Regions from separate parts of the Sus scrofa genome. Here all the other regions are linked to region 3. The links are chromatin contacts, called in public Hi-C maps. All regions are on one chromosome and are shown on one strand. Each heading gives the region's core, a stretch centred on a gene start, on an enhancer-like site or on the middle of the called end of the contact. The rest is flanking DNA. Distances are from core to core; before and after follow the strand shown.

The links. A called contact is a pair of places that touch in the nucleus more often than the background predicts.
Region 1: a Hi-C map of embryonic fibroblasts shows a contact between it and region 3, with 2.6 times the contacts expected there. The contact joins the promoter of SMIM20 here to the enhancer-like site in region 3. A contact is called at or near these places in 4 of 47 Hi-C or Micro-C datasets (embryonic fibroblasts, heart right ventricle and skeletal muscle) and 2 of 2 datasets of contacts at active chromatin or transcription factors (alveolar macrophages and skeletal muscle).
Region 2: a contact with region 3 is called in a Hi-C map of embryonic fibroblasts, with 2.6 times the contacts expected there. The contact joins two enhancer-like sites. A contact is called at or near these places in 1 of 5 promoter capture datasets (liver), 21 of 47 Hi-C or Micro-C datasets (adipocytes, alveolar macrophages, blood and 14 more) and 2 of 2 datasets of contacts at active chromatin or transcription factors (alveolar macrophages and skeletal muscle).

Annotation. Positions count from the first base shown.
Region 1 is chr8:19,699,364-19,702,540 of Sscrofa11.1, reverse strand. SMIM20 (small integral membrane protein 20) reads right to left here and starts at 1,519. Exons shown (of 3, transcript XM_003356880.4): 1 at 1,274-1,519. The coding sequence starts at 1,382.
Region 2 is chr8:19,749,845-19,753,068 of Sscrofa11.1, reverse strand. No RefSeq gene overlaps it. Among named protein-coding and RNA genes, the nearest start is that of SMIM20, 50 kb to the right of the region's middle. Within about 2 kb of position 1,323, at least 18 of the 83 cell types and tissues checked have an H3K27ac peak or open chromatin away from gene starts, as enhancers often do. A contact at or near this core is called in embryonic fibroblasts, where this site is marked.
Region 3 is chr8:20,141,603-20,144,996 of Sscrofa11.1, reverse strand. All of the region lies in intron 3 of RBPJ (recombining binding protein suppressor of hairless), which reads right to left. Among named protein-coding and RNA genes, the nearest start is that of CCKAR, 57 kb to the left of the region's middle. Within about 2 kb of position 2,091, at least 4 of the 83 cell types and tissues checked have an H3K27ac peak or open chromatin away from gene starts, as enhancers often do. A contact at or near this core is called in embryonic fibroblasts, where this site is marked.

The DNA of each region.
Region 1 (3,177 bases), core at 270-2,769, 440 kb after region 3:
GGGCAAGGACCAAGTAAGAAGGGATAAAACAGAGAGATAACGCAGGGCTTCCAAGGTCCCATGTTTACCCCCACGCGTGGTCACGCGTGGTCACGCGTGGTCACGCGTGGTCACGCGTGGTCACGTAGATAGATAGGCTGGAAGGCAGGGTGCAGAGGCCATTTCAATCTTGACTGATGAAAAGAAGCTACAAGAAATTTGAGTGTGTACTTAAACCGCTCTGCCTCAGAAACCAGATGTTGTAGCATTTGTAATGGTCAGAGCATTTATACAGCACTTTTGCCTTCAAATCACCAAGCTCACAGCCTCCACTGATATTCTCAAGGGGCAAGGTTGGCCCTTTTCCATCTTCTAGATGATTCAGGTTTCCTGGAGAACAAAATGAGCCTCTAATGCCTAATATTTTCTCTCTGACAGATGGTTTCAGATGTATCAAAGTGCTAATCCTTGCTGAGGTATAGGTCTCAAGGAAGGGGAGTGTGGCTTTTAGAATGATAGGACTGGAATGATTAAGGAAGAAAATTACTCCCAGGATATTCACCATTGTCATGTGAGTAACCAGCTTAAAATGAAGGAAGATAGCAGAATCTGAAGGAAGATTTGAGGAGAAAGAAGAGGAAAAACCCAAAACCTCAGGTTAACAGTTTAGCTCTGAGACATTTCTGATCAAAGACATCTTTGGGAGCGGAAATGAAGTGCAATAAACACATCTGCAAGTTCAGGACAATTAGGGCCCACCTCCCTCCCCCAATATCACCTTCCCAGCTTCAGTACAAGGAAGAAATTCTGGAGACAGAGGCCTGGGTTGGAATACGTGTCTTGCCGCTAACAGCTGTGTGACTTTGGGCATGTTACACAACCTGAGTCTCAGTTTCCCCGTCTGTAAGACAGCAACATGTACCTCAAAAAAAGGTGTAAATTAAAAGATCCTATGTGCATTAACGAGACATAGAAGCCTGCAGTGAATGTTAGCTATGAATATTAACTCGTATTTAGTGTTGACCTACGACGTGCAGACTGCCTTTGAGTCTCAGCAGAGGCTAGACGGTTTTATTTTAAGATACTACAGAAACACATAACTACTGATGAAGATAGTGAGGGCCCAAGAGGTGGAGTCACTTGTCCACGGTCACAAAGCTGCACACAAAGGATTCGAACCCAGGTCTCCCTGACTCGCGAGCCAAGCTCTGCCCAAGGCCCCACGTGGAGAGGATGGGGAAAGAGAGGGAGTCACTGGGACCAGGGCACCGCGTGGTGGTCAGAGGTCACTCACGGTACTCCTCCAGCCGCATTAGGGGCCGGAAGTAGATGGGGTAGAAGGCGGCGCCGATCAGGGTGATGAAGCCACCAAAAATGAGCGCGGTGCGCAGATTCGTGGACATGGCTCTGAACCGGGCCTTCGCTGACCCGCTGAGGACACCGAGCTCTCGCAATCCTGGCTCCTGCCCGCTGGGTCGTGACCCGGCTGGGAAGTGGAGAAACGGCTTTTGCTTCCGGGCCTTGTGGGCGGGGCTAGGAGGCGGAACAGGGGCGGGAAGAGGTTGGGTCAAGGGTGGCACCGAAGGCGGGGCTTAGGACTGGGTGGGGCTAGGGCAGGGGGTGGGGCTGGGGCGGGGGTGGGACTAGGGGAGGAAGGGGCGAGGCGTGTAACCCCACGCACCGCCTCCGGGCGGTGCCTGGCAGCGCCTGGCTGCCTGGCTCCGGAGGGCGAGCGCCAGCTGGGAGAATGGAGAGTGGAGCTTTTATTGCTCTTGATCTCAGTTCCGCCCCCTGCCCTAAACCGGGTTCACCTCTCAGCCGCTCCACCCACACTCTTCTGACCTCGTTACCACTCCCTCCTTTACCAACCAAACTTCCTTCTTCCACCACTGGTTTGATTTTCATGACTCCACCAAGAGGTGGATGCTCTCTAGGGCTCATTGATTTAATCCACATATCTTTTACAGATGAGGAAATCCTGTCTTGGCTGCATGATTTAAACAAGTTGCTTGGCCTTAAGGGCGGTTTGAGGGGATTAGAGACAAATGCAAATCGCCTGACCCTGGATGGCCAGCAGGGGCTTCTGAACCAAGGCTAGCTTGGGAGGAATATTATTGCAACATCCAAACTACAAGTAAATCTTTTCTGACTCTGATCTTCCATGCTCTCCTCTCTCCCTCTTCCCTTTGTTGGATGTCAGGATTACGAATGAGGATGGGGAATAGAGATCCGTGCAGGGCAGGGAGCCAGCAGCCAGTTCTACTAATGGGACCTTGGGGCTCTGCCTTGTTGCCTGGGGTGGAAGCCACTGAGGACAGATCTGCTTCCTCTTCCTGTGATTGCCATCCTTCATGTTTCTGGGGGGGGGCTGTGTCAGTATATGACCCACCCAGCGGTACTGGACAGCTGAGACTAAGATTCCCTGGGCTTTCACTCAATCGTTTTTAAATAAGAATGATACCAGCAGCTGGGGGCTGGGGAACAAATCTTGACCCCAGCATCATTATTTAGTGCAGAAAAGATTTACGATCTTTCGGAAATGGTGTGGAGGTCACAGGTTTCCTCTTTTCTTTGTAGTTTTGTAGTTGAGTCAAGCTACTATGTACCTCTGTGGTTCCAGAAGCATATAAATCAGGTATTCAATCTGTCAGCAGATTTATGGACTGTCCGCTGTGCCCCAAACATCAGGCAAAGTGCCACGGGGGACACAAAGATGAATAAGACATGACCCTTGCTCTCCAGGATCCTGTCATGTGGATGGAGGGACAGGACATATACATAAAAAGACAGCTAATGACCCGACACAGCCTGTTGCTGATGAGTGATGGAGTCTTGGGGGCTGCAGAAGTTCAGAGGAGGAAGACAGATGACTGTAGGTGAGATAACTGCTCCTCGGGTGCTTACAGGAGCTTGTTAGGGTGAGGATAGAAGACTTTATAGCAAAGAGGGAAGCTGCGATGCCTGCTTTATATCATGTGATGTAAAAACTCAGGTATACTGCACATTTGTCATTTTAGCCTCCCAGCATCCACTTCTTTTTCTATTAATAATACCCCAACTATCTTTTGGCAAACCACTCCTCTCCCATTCTCAATCTGTGAAGAAAACTGGGGTTCCCATGCACCCTATTTTTACTCTCTCCCAGCTCTCAGGGTTAAGCATTTAACCAAGCCTGACCAAGCTCCCCCACTCATCACG
Region 2 (3,224 bases), core at 74-2,573, 390 kb after region 3:
GCCCCTAGGAGGGTCTTCACCGACTGAGCTTTGCGTGATGTTGTAGGTTGAATCGTGTCCCTACCAAAGATGGGCTGAAAGACTCAGTTCTGGTACCTGCAAATGTGACTATATTTGGAAATAGGGTCTTGGCAGGTGTTAAGATCAACTTGAGATGGGGGGTGGACCTACCTAATCCCAGACGACCGATGTCCACGTAAAAAGAGGAGACAACAGCAGAAGTTGGCAAAACCCTGTAAATCAACTATACCTTCGTAAAAAATTTAAAAGTTTAAAAAAAAAGAGGAGGGAGTTCCCACTGTGGCTCAGTGGAAACAAACCCAACTAGTATCCGTGAGGCTGCAGGTTCTATCCCTGACCTCACTCAGAGGGTTAAGGATCAGGTATTGCCGTGAGCTGTGGTATAGGTGGCAGATGCAGCTCAGATCCCCTGTGGCTGTGGCTGTGGCGTAGGCTGGCAGCCGTAGCTCTGCTTCGACCCCTAGCCTGGGAACTTCCATGTGCCCTGGGTGCAGCCCTAAAAAGACAAAAAAAAAAAAAAAAAGGATACAGACATACAGACAGAGACTAACAGCATGAACCCCATGTGAAGCGACATGTCTACAAGCCAGGGGACACCAAGGATTGCCATCAGAAGCTAAAAGGAAGACATGGAACCCATTCTCCCCTGGAACCTTCAGAGAGAGCATGGCCTTGCTGACACCTTGATTCTGGATTTGAGCCTCCAGAACTTGTGAGAAATAACATTTCGTTATTTTAAGTCACCAAGCTGGCGGTACTTTGTGAGAGCAGCCACGGGAAACTAACACCAGTGACCCAATAGGTCTTTGGAAGAGCTGAGTATCTAGATGGGAACCAGATCTGGGTCCTGGTACTTGTTTTCTAGGAGCCGAACCTTAGGGATTTGCTGGTACCTGCATCCAGATGATGGAATCCCTGGGAGCTGGTTTAGAAGCAGAGAGAGAAAAGTGGAGGAAGCGGAAGTTTCATCCGACACCCGAGCCCATTCAACCCAGGCCTTGGGCTGCGAGGACAGGGGACAGGGGCTGCCACAGAGAGCCTGGCTCAGACAAAGTGAGAGTTCTCCAGCGTTTTTGGACCTCCTGCCTGCGCTCACGAGGCCCTCTGTTTAAATGAGGATGAAATCGGAAGCACGGGTCTTCACCAGCGGTTACCGGAAACCCAGATTGTAAAATACGAAGGAGAAAGAATCAGAACGATCTGGCCGGGGTTTGGGCCAACATTCCAGAACTCTGATTCAAGATGGGGAACAGATCCCCGGGCCCTAGCGGTCTCCAAGCTCTCGGTAAAAATATCAACACAGGCTGAGATGAAATCACAGGGGCGGAGGCAGAGTCATTTCCCCCTGGAGATTTAGAGTTACAGTCCCGGGGGTGGGAGAGACCTTCCAAGTCAGTCCGTATTGTAGGGCTGTTGGAAGCAAGGGCTTGGGGGGCAGGCAGGTTTGGGTTCGTGTCTACCTCCTTGGCTCTGGGCAGTGACAACTCCAAGTTCGGGGACTCTGGGCTTCTCTCCTGAGAAATGAGGACCAGGGACCAACATCCTGGGCTCTAAAGATGCTGGTAAAGACCTTAGCACAGCGCCTCATGCGTCACAACGACTGAGAGAGCCCCAAGTCTTGCTATTAGGATTGTTGTTATTTAATCCAGCTCAGCAATGCCCAGATCCCTCTATGAAGGGCCCCCCTGCCTATTTTTATTTTTATTTTTATTTATGTATTTATGTATTTTTGCCTTTTTGCCTTTTCTAGGGCCACTTCCTGCGGCATCTGGAGGTTGCCAGGCTAGGGGTTGAATCGGAGCTGTAGCCACCAGCCTATGCCAGAGCCACAGCAACGCCAGATCCTAGCGAGCAACCTACACCGCAGCTCAATGCAACGCCAGATCCTTAATGCACTGAGCAAGGCCAGGGATCGAACCCGCAACTTCATGGTTCCTAGTCGGATTTGTTAACCGCTGCGCCACAGCCAGGAACACTGCCCCTGTCTATTTTTAAATGTCTCTAGCCCATGCCTCTCTGAATACCTCTGTTAGAACCTTCTTTCTACAGTAGGTAGTAACCTGTAAGGAAGATCTGCTTGGCTGAGCTGTGCTCCATGTTTACAGACAGGCAGTGCAGTCAGATGGTTAGAGACGCGGGCCCTGGGCCACCGTCTAATCCCATCTCTCCCTTTGAATTTGCCCTTGAGCAAATTACTCACCTGTCAGTTAACTCGGGGTCACAATGGTTCTCACCATGTCCTTCGTGGTTACATGATGGTTTTATATTCATTCAGTGCCTGGGCTTCCTTATCCGGGGGATGGTGAGAATGACGATGAGAAGGATCGAGCCTTCCTCCTGCAACTGTCCTAGATTCAACCGCATAGCGCACAGAAGGCACTTAGAAGGGAGGCTGACATACAGCAGGTCTCAATAATTAGCTGTTATTGATGTAACTTCCATCCCTCAGTTTAATCCTATCATGTCCCTCTTCCAGTTTGTTTTTAATCTTAATAAAGTACATGTCAATTAGCCTAGGGATGCATCAAACAACCAGTGTCAGGAGCACCCCTTGTGGTTCAGCAGGTTAAAGTCTGGACATTGTCTCTGGGAGGATACGGGTTTGATTCCTGGCCTCGCTAGCGGGGTTAAGGATCCTGTGTTGCTGCAAGCTGCAGCGGAGGTCGCAGATGCAGCTCAGATTCAGGGTGGCTGAGGCTGTGGCACAGGCTGCAGGTGCAGCTCGGATTCCACCCCCGGGTGGGAATGTCCATATGCCACAGGTGCAGCAGTAAGAAGAAAAGCAAAACAGGAGTTCCCATTTGGCTCAGCAGTAATGAACCTGACTAATATCCATGAGGTTGCGGGTTCAATCCCTGGCCTCGCTCAGTGGGTTAAGGATCCAACACTGTCTTGAGCAGTGGTGTAGGTCTCAGATATGGCTCAAATCCCACATTGCTGTGGCTGTGGCGCAGGCTGGCAACTGCAGTGCTGATTCAGCCCCTAGCCTGGGAACTTCCATATACTGCAAGTGTGGCCCTAACAAAAAAAAAGAATAAAAAAGGAAAAATGAAAAAAAACCAGTCTGAGCCCTGAAATCACTGACACAGGGGCCCACACTTGCTTTTATGCTGTGTGGTCTTTGTCTTAAAGCTCTTAATAATTTTTGAACAAGGCACCCCCTAATTTCCATCTGCCTTGGGCCCCACAAATTGTGGAGCCAC
Region 3 (3,394 bases), core at 842-3,341:
CAGGAGACCAAGCCAGGGGTAATGGGGAAGCAGACCAAGAAGGCCAAAGGGGTCAGGGTGAGTGAGGAGGAAATCCTGGGGTCATCTCATATTTATCTAAGCCAACAGAAAGGTATCGAGGAGCTTTCATGGCTGTGCATACTCTCTTTGTGGCTGTGGATACCGAGGTCACGGCCGAGGTAGTGGGCTCAGCTCCAGGTCACTCTAAGTTTGGAGGGATGCCTGGATTATCGGCTAGTTCTGGAGTTGGATCAGTTCAAGTCTACACCAGGGATCTTTCTGGCCTCTAAAGCTGGAAACACCCAATGCTTACCATGGCACAGACTCAAATACCTAGCTGGCACACGATCAGGAAGTTGAGAAGGCATCAATTTTGGAAACTTGTCTCCTATTACTATTTCATTGAACACTGACAGATGATATTAGGACATCTTAGTAAGCTGGTATACTGGCTATAAAATTCAAAGAGCTGTGTTTTAATACAGTGTACCAAATGTAGTACTCAAATCTCAGCAAGCTACCGTAAAAGACACTTTCATATTTAAAAAACAGAAAGAGGGCTAAAACTGTAAAAAGGCTCCGTAGTGCTAGTCTTCTCAGGAGTACTGTGATAAAACAGCATGAAACCAATAGGACATAAAATCAGGTCGACAAGAAATTCTTCGCCACTCTAGACACTGACCGAGGTTCTATAATTGAAAATGCTTTCCAATCATATAATAAACTTAAGAAAAATGAAGATTCTTCAACTGCCTCTGAACTAGTCTTACTTTTATATCAACTTTTGACTATTTGAGAAAGTTGTGATTCAAGAAAACAGCAAATCCAATATAAACATTAAGATAATTTCTACCGTGCAATGATGAAATCATATTTTAAACACCCCTATATGGCCACCCCCTAAAAACTAGCTAATGAATCAACTCTTCATTTCCATAGGCTTCAGAAATAATTTAATAATCAAACCAAAGTTAAGATTCAATACAAAAAAACTACAAACAAGAAAAAAGACAAAAGAAAGGAGGGAGTTCCCTGGTAGCTCAGTGGGTTAAGAATCTGGCATTCTCATTGCTGTGGCTCAGGCCACTGCTGTGGTACAGATTCAATCCCTGGCAGGGGAACTTCTGTATGTGATGGGTATGACCAAAAAAAAAAAAAAGAGAGCGAGAGTGAGAGCGAGAGAAAAGAGGGGGGAAAAAAGGAAGTTAAAGGGAAAAAGAAAAAAATGTCAATTAACCAAAAGTAAAACAAAATACACCCTTACAATAGCATGTGAATCAATTTTCTTTTTTAATTTGGACAGTTGGTCAATATGTACCAAACACTCAGTGAAAAGTCTGACCATCAAGAGGTCAACTTTCAGAGTTTAACAGTTTCTAAAAAAGGATATTTTAGGAAACAATATGCCTTTATTTTCTAATCTTTCCCAGTAGCTCCATCTAATAAACTGTGACAAGCAATGCTTTTTATCGGCCACTTGGTGGCGTTATGCACACATTTATGATTTTAATAATTTCCTAGTTCAAACAATCACTCTTTATTTTCGGTGATTCAACAACTTTTTCCCTCAAATTTTGAGATGAAGTCTGGAAAATACCTTACAGACTCAAAGAAGCTTTTTTATTCAGCCCAATATATAAGGTTAGACAAAAATCCAAAAACATCATTTGCATTATCTAACTTTCTTGGCAGAATCATTACCCTTTGCTGATTATTCATACTTGCCCTGACACAAAGTTGAAGGAATGTTAATATGTCAAATGGCGTTTCCATATCTTTAATGGAAATTTTCTTCTAGACAAAATAATTTTTTTAAGTTTATTTTTCAATCTGGAAAGACCTTCTTCAATGAAAAAATAAAACTAACCATGAACATAAATGGGATACCAGATGAGTTACGCAAATAAATACTCATTATCAAGCACAAAAGTGAATACTGAGAACAATTTTAAATTTTAGGATAAAACTTCCTGACCAAATATTTCTAGCATCATTCATTGGAGTTACTTTGTAAGCCAAGAGGACTGTTGTGGTCATGTCCCCAGGTTACCTCATGCCTAACGCCTTAGCAGTTTTTCAAAAAGGCCTGAATATGATCAGCAAGGACGAAAGCAGAGCTTCCTCTTTCCACTGCACTCCGCTAGGGGCTACAGGACAAGACCTCTTCCGGCAGGAAGCCTTACTAGTCATCCAGGAGGCTGGACTCTGTTAGCAGACCCTTACTAACACTATTAAAAACTAGAGTAATTTTAATAGGTTTCTACGTTTATTGTAAAACTAGTGCATGTTTCTTCTAGAAATTTTAATACATATGAAAGAGGTTATTCTGGCTTTTTCTTTTTTTTTTTTTTTCCCCATTTTTTGGAGTCAGAAGCTTAGATTCTTTGAGCTTTCCTTTGGGGTTTTAGACTGACCAGGCTATACCCAAATAATAGAAAGAAGCTGAAAATAAAGGCAATCATACAAAAGGAGAAAGTAGGAGATGGGTAAATTATGGGGCTGGGATTGACATATACACATGACTATATAGAGAACAGACAGGAATGAGGACCTACTGTATAACACAGGAGAATTTACGCAGTACTGTGTGGTAACCTACATGGGAAAAGAATCTAAAGAGGAATGGATATATGCATACGTATAACGGATTTACTTTGCTGTATACCTGAACTTACCACAACTTTGTAAGTCAACTACTTATCCCAATAAAAATTCTAAAATATAAAAAAACAAAGGCCATCATAATAAAAGATAACCATTAAATCACCTATTTTAACTTGATAAGCCACTACAGCTTTGTATTTTAACGCTTACTAACAAAGAGGAACCTTATCTGGACTATACTTTTTTGAATAGCTCTTCCCCTTCTATTATTTCCACCGGGCCTCAGTTATCCATCATAGTATTAAATGATATAGTGGTTTTTAAGATTCCCAACGAAGAGCCTTTTGCATAGTACCTGGGCTCTAACATTATCAGAAATGCAGAATAAATGAGGCAATAAATCAATCTAATTGTACTAAAACCTATCTTCAAAAATCCGGGGGAAAAAAACAGCAACACTGCCCAGGTTGGCAGCTATATAGTGAACATATGTTTATGCGTATTTCCATTAGATCCAGCCCAATCTCACTTAGTTAATGGTAAAAGAGAGAATCTCAGGCAAAGTTAAGTTTATAAAGTTTGGGTTCTTTAGGCATATTTAGGTTCTTAGGTAACTTCTCCATGCCCAAACCTTGCTTTAGATAATTAACACTCAAATGCAAAATGGAAGGTAATAAAAATAAGGGAAATGAAAAAAAATATGAAATTTAGAATTACGGACCCAGGAGTTCCAGTCCTGGCTCCATCACTCCTAACTAAAGTGAACCTGGGCATGTTAATCTCTTATCTT